Regions from separate parts of the Mus musculus genome. Here regions 1 and 2 are each linked to region 3. The links are chromatin contacts, called in public HiChIP or PLAC-seq and capture Hi-C maps. All regions are on one chromosome and are shown on one strand. Each heading gives the region's core, a stretch centred on a gene start, on an enhancer-like site or on the middle of the called end of the contact. The rest is flanking DNA. Distances are from core to core; before and after follow the strand shown.

What was found. HiChIP or PLAC-seq counts read pairs in DNA pulled down with a chosen protein or histone mark. Capture Hi-C pulls out chosen DNA fragments and counts their contacts.
Region 1: a contact with region 3 is called in a capture Hi-C map of bone marrow-derived macrophages, with 2.6 times the contacts expected there. The contact joins two enhancer-like sites. A contact is called at or near these places in 1 of 484 Hi-C or Micro-C datasets (Th1 cells), 2 of 115 datasets of contacts at active chromatin or transcription factors (microglia and pancreatic cancer cells) and 1 of 9 other capture datasets (bone marrow-derived macrophages).
Region 2: an HNF4G HiChIP or PLAC-seq map of pancreatic cancer cells shows a contact between it and region 3. The contact joins two enhancer-like sites. A contact is called at or near these places in 1 of 15 datasets of contacts at CTCF or cohesin (the NIH/3T3 cell line), 4 of 484 Hi-C or Micro-C datasets (ECoMG-derived neutrophils, bone marrow-derived macrophages, granulocyte-monocyte progenitors and 1 more) and 5 of 115 datasets of contacts at active chromatin or transcription factors (CD8 T cells, Th17 cells, bone marrow-derived macrophages and 2 more).

What each region holds. Positions count from the first base shown.
Region 1 is chr15:59,500,135-59,502,924 of GRCm38.p6, reverse strand. All of the region lies in intron 4 of Nsmce2 (NSE2/MMS21 homolog, SMC5-SMC6 complex SUMO ligase), which reads right to left. Among named protein-coding and RNA genes, the nearest start is that of Gm36677, 120 kb to the left of the region's middle. Within about 2 kb of position 1,269, at least 18 of the 459 cell types and tissues checked have an H3K27ac peak or open chromatin away from gene starts, as enhancers often do. A contact at or near this core is called in bone marrow-derived macrophages, where this site is marked.
Region 2 is chr15:59,479,440-59,482,139 of GRCm38.p6, reverse strand. The region is part of intron 4 of Nsmce2 (NSE2/MMS21 homolog, SMC5-SMC6 complex SUMO ligase); the gene reads right to left. Among named protein-coding and RNA genes, the nearest start is that of Nsmce2, 110 kb to the right of the region's middle. Within about 2 kb of position 1,384, at least 228 of the 459 cell types and tissues checked have an H3K27ac peak or open chromatin away from gene starts, as enhancers often do. A contact at or near this core is called in CD8 T cells, the NIH/3T3 cell line, Th17 cells and 4 more, where this site is marked.
Region 3 is chr15:59,726,725-59,729,543 of GRCm38.p6, reverse strand. No RefSeq gene overlaps it. Among named protein-coding and RNA genes, the nearest start is that of Gm19510, 67 kb to the left of the region's middle. Within about 2 kb of position 1,268, at least 184 of the 459 cell types and tissues checked have an H3K27ac peak or open chromatin away from gene starts, as enhancers often do. A contact at or near this core is called in CD8 T cells, the NIH/3T3 cell line, Th17 cells and 4 more, where this site is marked.

The DNA.
Region 1 (2,790 bases), core at 20-2,519, 230 kb after region 3:
ACATGCCTACTGCTTGTGGAGGGATCTTATTGCTTTAATGGACATGTATTTTAACTATAGAAACATTGCATATATACATATAAGCACAATTTCAAATCACTGTAGTGCTAAGGTCAAATAAAACTATTTTTAATAGCTGCATATACTCTTGTAGATTTCCTCTACAGCACATAATAAAGTACTTTGTGAAAACTAGATTTGACTGTATATACTGTTTTATGTTTTGTGGCTTAACAAATTTTTATCAAAACACTGACCAAGTATTTTTATTGAGTGAGCCATCATTTCTCCGAGGACTTGGAAATCTATCACACACAAAGATCTCAGACAGGCTCATTACACGGCTGCCCGCTTCTTTATTATCATTCTCCCTTAAGAAGTAAGGGTTCACAGAGAGCTGGCTCTCTAGACACCTAGAGTCCTAATGTAGACTCACACAGCACACAAGGGGCCCCTTTCAAACTCTCCACTGGTGACATGGAGATTATCACAGCAGGGGCTCTGTAATGAGTAATGAACAATAAACCCCTGCCTGGACTCTCAGGGACTGTTTCTGGGGTGGATTCTCTCAAGGTGCTGCTAATGCTTAGGGTTCCCTACCTTCTATCACTGCTTGTGACTAAGTTCAAATGAAGGTTTCAAAATATCTAGTTTAAAAGCCAGTTTTTAACTTTTGAGAAAAGAAACAAACAAACAAAACCAATTTGAATGTACTAGAGCAATGTGACTCTGGTTTTGTCTCCTCTGACTGCAGTCACAGACGGTTGTGAACTTCATGTGGGGGCTGGGTCCCCTGGAAGAGCAGCCAGTGCTCCTAACCACTGAACCTTCTCTCCAGCCCTTCTAAACTCTACTCTCATCAATACACCATTCACAGGTATTTTAAGTGATTTTTTTGGTTTTAAGATTATTTTTGGTTATTTTGAAGATTTAAATTATGACTTGATTATTTTTAAAAATGTACAGAAGTACACCAAATTTTTCTTTCTGATGTTGGGGGGGTCCAACCCTTGGCCTCACATGCTCTAGGCAATAGCTTACACTGGGCTCTATCTAGGCTGGCCTTTCAAATGTATGCTTTAAAACTTCTGCCACACCTATAATTGTCTAACTTTTACCTCTTTCCATAGTTTCTTTTATCTCCTTTCTTGTTCTGGAGTTTACCCTAGAGTCTTCTCTGTCTCCTGCCTGCCTGTTCTCCTAAGTCAGCTAGGACCACTGCTTTTCTAGTTCCCTGTCCCTTTACTTCCGGTTTTGCTTCGCATTGCTTAACTCGCAATTTTCTCTTTATCTTAATGAAGGAATTACTTCCTTTTATGAAATGGTTTTAGTAAACCTTGTCATATCTATGTATTTTGATAAATCATGTACATTTTAAAATTAGTTTTAACTACATTTTCAATGTATCTTCAACTTGAGTTATTTTATATATATATATATATATATATACATATACATTATACACACACACACACACACACACACACATATATATATCTCAATCAAGTGACTCTAACTTTGGTTGATATTTGACACAGAGTGGATTTTTCTGCATTATGGTCAGATAATTTGTTAAGTACAGTTTCAATGTTTTAAATGCCCCTAAAATTTTCTTTGTAATATAGAATGATTCCAGTGTGCTGACTTGGTGAGTTTCTGTAGGCTACAAAGCATTATTAGCATAATAGCATATAGCTAATTAAGCGTGGTGAATCTTTACATTTGTGGATGTCCATTAGCTCTGAAAGGAATGAGTTCTAAGTTGCAACATCACTGTGGTTTTGCCAATTCTGCTACTTCTGAAACACATTTTGATGAAAAACAAGTTTCACGATTGCCACTTGGCAAACATTCACAATTCTCACGAGTTAAAAAAAAAATTAGCCTTATATTTTGCTTTAAATTCTCTAACAATATACCCCAACTTTCACCATCTGTTGTTGCCTGTGACATATTTCTAGTGCTGTCCTTTTTTTTTTTTTAAGTGCCTTTGGATTAGCTATGGTTGGCTAGAAGGAGCTTTGCATCCTGGTCTTTTAACAGAGCAGGATAGCTACAGGTGGTGATGAGGATGGCTGGTTTTAATTTTAAACTACATTCTGTTTTTCATGCTTATAAATGGCTTCTCTTCCCTGCTCCTTTTTTTTTTTCAGAGTAATTAGAAAAATATTAAAATATTTTCTTGTCTCTTTTTCTAAAAGGGACAAGTTTCTGGGGATGAACGTCACATCTTCCTCTGTCAAGTTCCTATTGATTCCTGCCAGTGCGACAAGAGCACTGAGGAGTCCCATGCAGTTTTCTGTCTTCGTCCTGTTGACCAAAACGCTGGGACGACAGACAGATCCCTGTTACCTGCTCTGTCTGAGACAATCTGCCAGGAGCATCACTGCTTGCTGCTATGTTAACAGCTGATATGCACAGTTCTCTGACACTTACATGGAGTCCATTATTCTAATTATTTGATTGGCTACAAAATGGCTTCACGGTTGGTATCCCCTTAAACCCTAATACATCTTTTAAAGTGCTGGTCCACTGTAAGTGAGATACCTCTGTGTGGCTCTCAAAGTCAGATGATCTTTTGTTTCCCTATAAGGCAGAGCTGTCTCAGCTGGCTGTAAAGAGTGAGTAATAGCCTTCTATTACTCTCTTTCCAGATACTCATTCCCCCTTCCCTTTGCCCCATTCCACTCCCACAGGCCTGCATGCTTATCATTTCTTCATCTCTAAAATGGAACATTTTAATTAGAAATATGTGTAAGAGCGGACCTTTCATCACTGTTTTCTTTTTGT
Region 2 (2,700 bases), core at 135-2,634, 250 kb after region 3:
AGAATAAGGAACTGTGTGTTGTATCCAAGACTCAGCAGCAGCTCCATCACCAAGCATTAGCTCTTACACAGTCCTCACGCATCTCCTGGAACTCACAGAGATCCCCAATCTTTACTGGGAAGACATCTGAGTAAAGAGATTTCAAGCCTCTGAAAGGGTTTGGGTGTGGTTGAAATGGGTAACTTTGAAAACTTAGCAACACAGGATACACTATGAGTAAGTTCTTTAAAAAAAAAAAAAAAACCAAAGCTAACTCACCAGATCCTTCTGAAAGGGTTCTTTTATTAATTTCAGTGAAGTCAAGCAGAGAACAAGTTGTAATATGAAACACAATTTATGCAACTATGTTGAAATTCTCTACCAGAGTTGCATCTTCTAATGTACAATTTTATGGTAAAATAATTTCAAAATACTATCAAAAATTAGGCTAGGCTCCTTTTGGTTTTAAGACTATCATAGGAAAACCATTTTTTATATAAGTCATTGAAGTTCTAAGACAAAATGATAGTGTCTTTAAATTAGAAAAAAAAAATTGGAAGAGCTGAAACTAAACCTCAATTGAAATTACACTGTTGGGCAACTCCAAAAGCTAAACAAAAACATGTTAAAATAGAAATTGCAACATCAAGGGAAAACCATTCTCATATAGCGTTCTAGACTCAGCCCTAGCTGATCATGGATGAGGCGAGTTGCTCTGTCCTAGGTTTTCCCACAGTCAGCCAACAGGCTACTCACGATTTAGCAGCCACTTGGGTTGACTCAGGGAAAGGCATGTGAGGGAGGCCTTTAAAGAGCCAACAGAGATCCCCTGGGTGGGTCTGGTCTGCCTTTCAAAACCCATGAACTTCCCATTATATAATCTCAAATAAGAAAAGTATTTCCTAAGTTAACCGCCTAGCTGAGTGTACAGCAGGCTGCAGTACCGCCTGCCTCCCTCCCTCCCTCCCCTGGTAAGAAAGAAAAGGAAAGAGCTTTGTGAATGGCACAATCACCTTGTCTGGTAAGGACAGAAGATTAATGAATCCTGCTTAATAGTACTACTAGACTTTTTAACAAAACTTCCAGAAGCCCCAGTATCTAATCTAAAATTTCCATATTTTACTAATCTCCTATAAAATAAACTGTTAAAGAAACCACAGAATTCTGAGAAGCTTGCTTTTCCAGAAAGCCCAAGAAAAATACTTTAGTTTCGCCATTCTCAAATTCATTTGACTTAGAAACAAAGTAAACATATTACTCTATTTAATATCATTGCACAAGCAAATTCACAAGAATGAAATGTGTTCAGAGTTCCTAGAAAAAATGTAGCAATGCAGGCTGCCAACTTGTTCAATGTCAAGCACCAGGCAGCTCAGCACCAGCAGTGACTCAGAGTGAATCACGCTTAAGCTATTTTTGCTTTTAAAGTCCTGCCAGGAGCTGTGTTAATATTCAACCCAGAGTAAATTTAGCTCAACAAGAAAACAAGTGTTTCCATGGTTGCTTCTTCACGGTGTTTATGGTATATGCGCAGCCATTCGGCTTAGGAACCCAGCCAGATCATCCAAATTGAAATGCTCATCTCTCATTTACATCCAGGCATTGGAACACAGGAAATACCAAATGCAATTCAGACTGCTGTCTACCTGCCTTCCTGGATCCCAGACAGCAACATGGCAGGCAGGGCATCATTAAAGGCCCCTCTTCAAGTCTGTACCACTGAAGGAGCTCCAGAGACTGCTAGTCATAGGTTTTACTTGGTTTGTATTACAAATCAAAACTCCATTCTCTGGTTGTGGCGGTGTAACAGACTAAAGTGCCTAAAGGACTTAGCAAAGCAGTAGAAAATTAGAAGGACAGGTACGACATGGAATCTTTACACAGGATCACAGACAGTGACAGTCTGGTTATGTGGCTCAGGTTTTAAAATAAATTAGTTACAGGCAATGAGTAAGTAAGATCTGATTGTCTTTATGTTAGAAGAAAAAAATTCCACATAACATAAAATTTATCATCTTGATGCCCTTATTGTTTTTGCAACAGAAAGAAAAGTGTACTCCCTACACTAGACAGGGCAGCAGGCTGGCAGCAAGACAGGAGAGCCACCAGCAATCCATCTTAGCCTTCATTCATTAGTGCTACAGTTCCAATTCTAAGTGTCCCTCACAGGCCAATAATGCAAAAGCTTGCCTAGTGTGTGATGCTGCAGTGAGGTCTAATGTTTCTAATGTGGAATCTAGTGGAGGAAATCTAGCCCCAAATCTGTCATCTGGGGGCTAGGAGAGTACCCTTAAAGGGGATCTGAGCCCATTCCCATCTATCTCTTTGCCCCCTGGCTGCCATAAGGTAAATTCGCCTCCTTCTATGTGTTTCAGTCATAGTATACTGTGTTACCATTTGGCCCAAAGCAATAGATTGTTGAGGGAAATATTATAAAATGAACACGCCAATTCTCAGCCAGGCCAGGCTATGCTCCTGCCTGCCGCTACCAACTCTCTAGGGCTAACCCCCATGTCAGGTGATCTCACTTGCTCAGTCTCTTGGCAGTCAACTCTTCGCCCCACAGGGCCACAGGGTTCCCACTGGGCCATCTCTAAGATGTCCCCCACAAGTTCCTCACACTTCCATGCAACACCCCACACACCCTATGAAAAGCCATCTCAACACCTAATTATCCAGTAGAAACATCACTCTTAAAGCTTAATTATCCAAGTAGATTTA
Region 3 (2,819 bases), core at 19-2,518:
AAGAGCTGGAGTGAATTGGGCTAGGAGCTGGGGCCCCCAAAGGATCAAGGAAAGGGCCTGGTATCATTAGGATGTAATATGATGATATCAATGTAGGCCCAATAGACTTCAGAAAGGTGGGAAGAGGCGGGGTTTGCTGTTAACTGGTCAGCATTCAGAATGTCCCAGGCTTCTGAACCACTTTCAGTTTTGCAACGATCATCCCATCCATCAAGTCTATTAAGAAGTCATGAAGAAACTCAGGCGCACATCAACTAAAAGACAAACCTACAAACACACAGCTAATGAGCCAAAATGCCTGGCTATCCACCCTGGTCTCTTAGTGTCTACTGAGGAGTTCTATAAAGCCCTCTACTGGGGGCCTTGTGGGTCTTCCTCACTCTTGTGACAATCTCCATTCGCACCGTCCCCCACCCCCACCCCCGCCTCACCCTGAGAGCTGGAATTACGGAAGTCTGCCATGGTGCCTGTCTTCCGCTTGTGTTCTTCACAGTGTGCTCAGCTGGCAGATACGGTTTCCTGATTTTACAGAAGAGAAAGCAGGGCTCAGCTGTCTGCAGACTCACTCCAAAACACCATACGGGATGTGAACTTCACGCTAACTTCAAAGCTTGGTAGTTCCTAGCCACTTTCCTCTCTGCCTTGCTACTTGGGAAAGCATGAAGAGTTCTTTTCTACTGAATAGCTGCCAGAAATATCTCTCTTGGGTTATCCAGATGAGGAGACCCTCTGGGACTTGCAGGTTCAGAGCCTATGTCTCTTCACTTGAAAATGCACCCCATCTCTCCTTCAGTCCTGACAAGTAGCTTTTGCACATTAAGTAACAGGTCTCCAGCCAAAACTCAAGTGAGCGATGCAGGTCCTTCCATCTCTGAAAGACCCAGAGACCTAGGTCCCTGCAGTCTCAACTGTCAGACCTTGGGGACCACACCCAAATACTCTGGAAATCTGTAACTCGAACCCTCATTCTCCTCCCACAGCCTGGGGTACAGGCACTGCTGATTCATTTTAAGAAACTTTGCTTTCCACAGCAGCATAAGGAAGGACTGTCCCCTGCTAGAGCCACGTGTGTTTGCTATGATTCATCCTGTTGCCTGCAACCTCCTCAAAAAAAAAAAAAAAAAGGCCCTTACACAACCAGGAGCCTCTGGGAGCCACACAGTACAGGGGCTTCCCCTCTTAGTCACCCTCTGGGCCTAGGTCCACTTCCACGCAGCCACGAGAACTTGGAGGGACAAGCATATGCCCCAAAGAGGAACTGAGCACATTAGCAAACTGGGTGAAGGCCACCCCTCAGGGTCAGAGATGAGATGAGGCAAGACAGCAGCTGTGCTGATCCTGTAGAGCGAAATGTGCACGGTCAACAAAAGTTTCCGGCACACGGGGGCCCTGCCCTGTCCCCTCTGGCCCCAGGCACTCTGGGATGAGAGAAAATGACAAGGATGCAGCCTTGCTGTGCAAATGGAAATGTGGTGTGCTGTGCGGGTGGACCCTAAAGCTGATCTGTGAGCCCAGGCAGAAGCCTACAGAGATGGCCCCCATCTGGTGTGATCCTCTCTGTGGGAGCTTCACGGACACAGACACAGACACAGACACAGACACAGACACACACACACACACACACACACACACACACACACACACGTACACACACACGTACACACGCATGTGCGCGTGCACACTAGCGTCTGTGCTTCTTAGAGTCTCTATGCCGCTGTTTGCGCTGGTGGGTCTTGGTTGTCGATTTGTTTTACAACAGACAGAGAGGCTTGAGAGTGAATTGTCCAAACAACCCTTTTGCCTACAATAAAAAGTGAACCCAGAAAGAAAGGACACACACCTAGGTCACAAAATAACTAGGGGCCAGGTTAAGCCTGACCATGACCGTGGCCTGCAAAGTTGAAATGATTACCTCACATTACCTCTAACTAAGTCAGCCTCCTGCCCCCCCCCCGCCTTTCTCCCTCTCCCTCTCTACAATTCTACCCACTTTGCTCCACCTCTGAGCTCTCTTCCACCTCAAGGCCTTCGTACCATCCTCTCTGCCTTAACGCCAGGTTCATGACACTCTGCTGTAGCATCAGGTTCTCAGGTACCTTTGTCGGACTCTCTTCTGCATGGGTGGCCCTTCTGAGTTCCCAGCTTGGTGGGATCTAAAATCACTTAGCAGACAAGACTCCTGGGCAGAACTGTACAAGACTTTCTAGAGTGGGTTAAGTGACGTAGAAAGACCCACCCTACACACGTGTGCCACCATTCCACACCTTGGGAACTTAACGACTGCTTCATCTGTGTTTGTCAGGTGCTTGGGTGCAGTGGTCACACCCATGAGCCACAGCCCACCAAGATGGATGCCAGCTGTTAGCCTGTCCCCAGCGATACCCATTTCTCTTTAGGGATCAGTTCATAAACTTCAACAAAAAGAATAGGACCTCAGTTAATTCTCTCTACCAATAGAATCTCTAAAACAGGACCTCTAAGGGGTGCCTTCCCAACACTGGCACTGCTAACCAAAAGTGTGTTCAAATTCCTCTGGGAACCTGACTTCAGGAGTCACTGGCTTGTGTCCTTTTCACTGGTGGCTACCACCTTGTTTTCCACATGTCATGACTCCCATTTGTACACTTGTCTGTCAACTACAAAATGACTCCACAAATATACTTGATGTGCACAGCTAAGCGGATCTGAGTGTCTCTGTCATTTGTTCTGCATATGAAGCCCCTGGAAATAAGAAAAGCAAGCTGCTGCCCCAGACGGCACAGCTAATGGTGAGACCCAAATGGTCCTCAAAGCTCAGGCTTGGTGAAAGTGGATTTTAA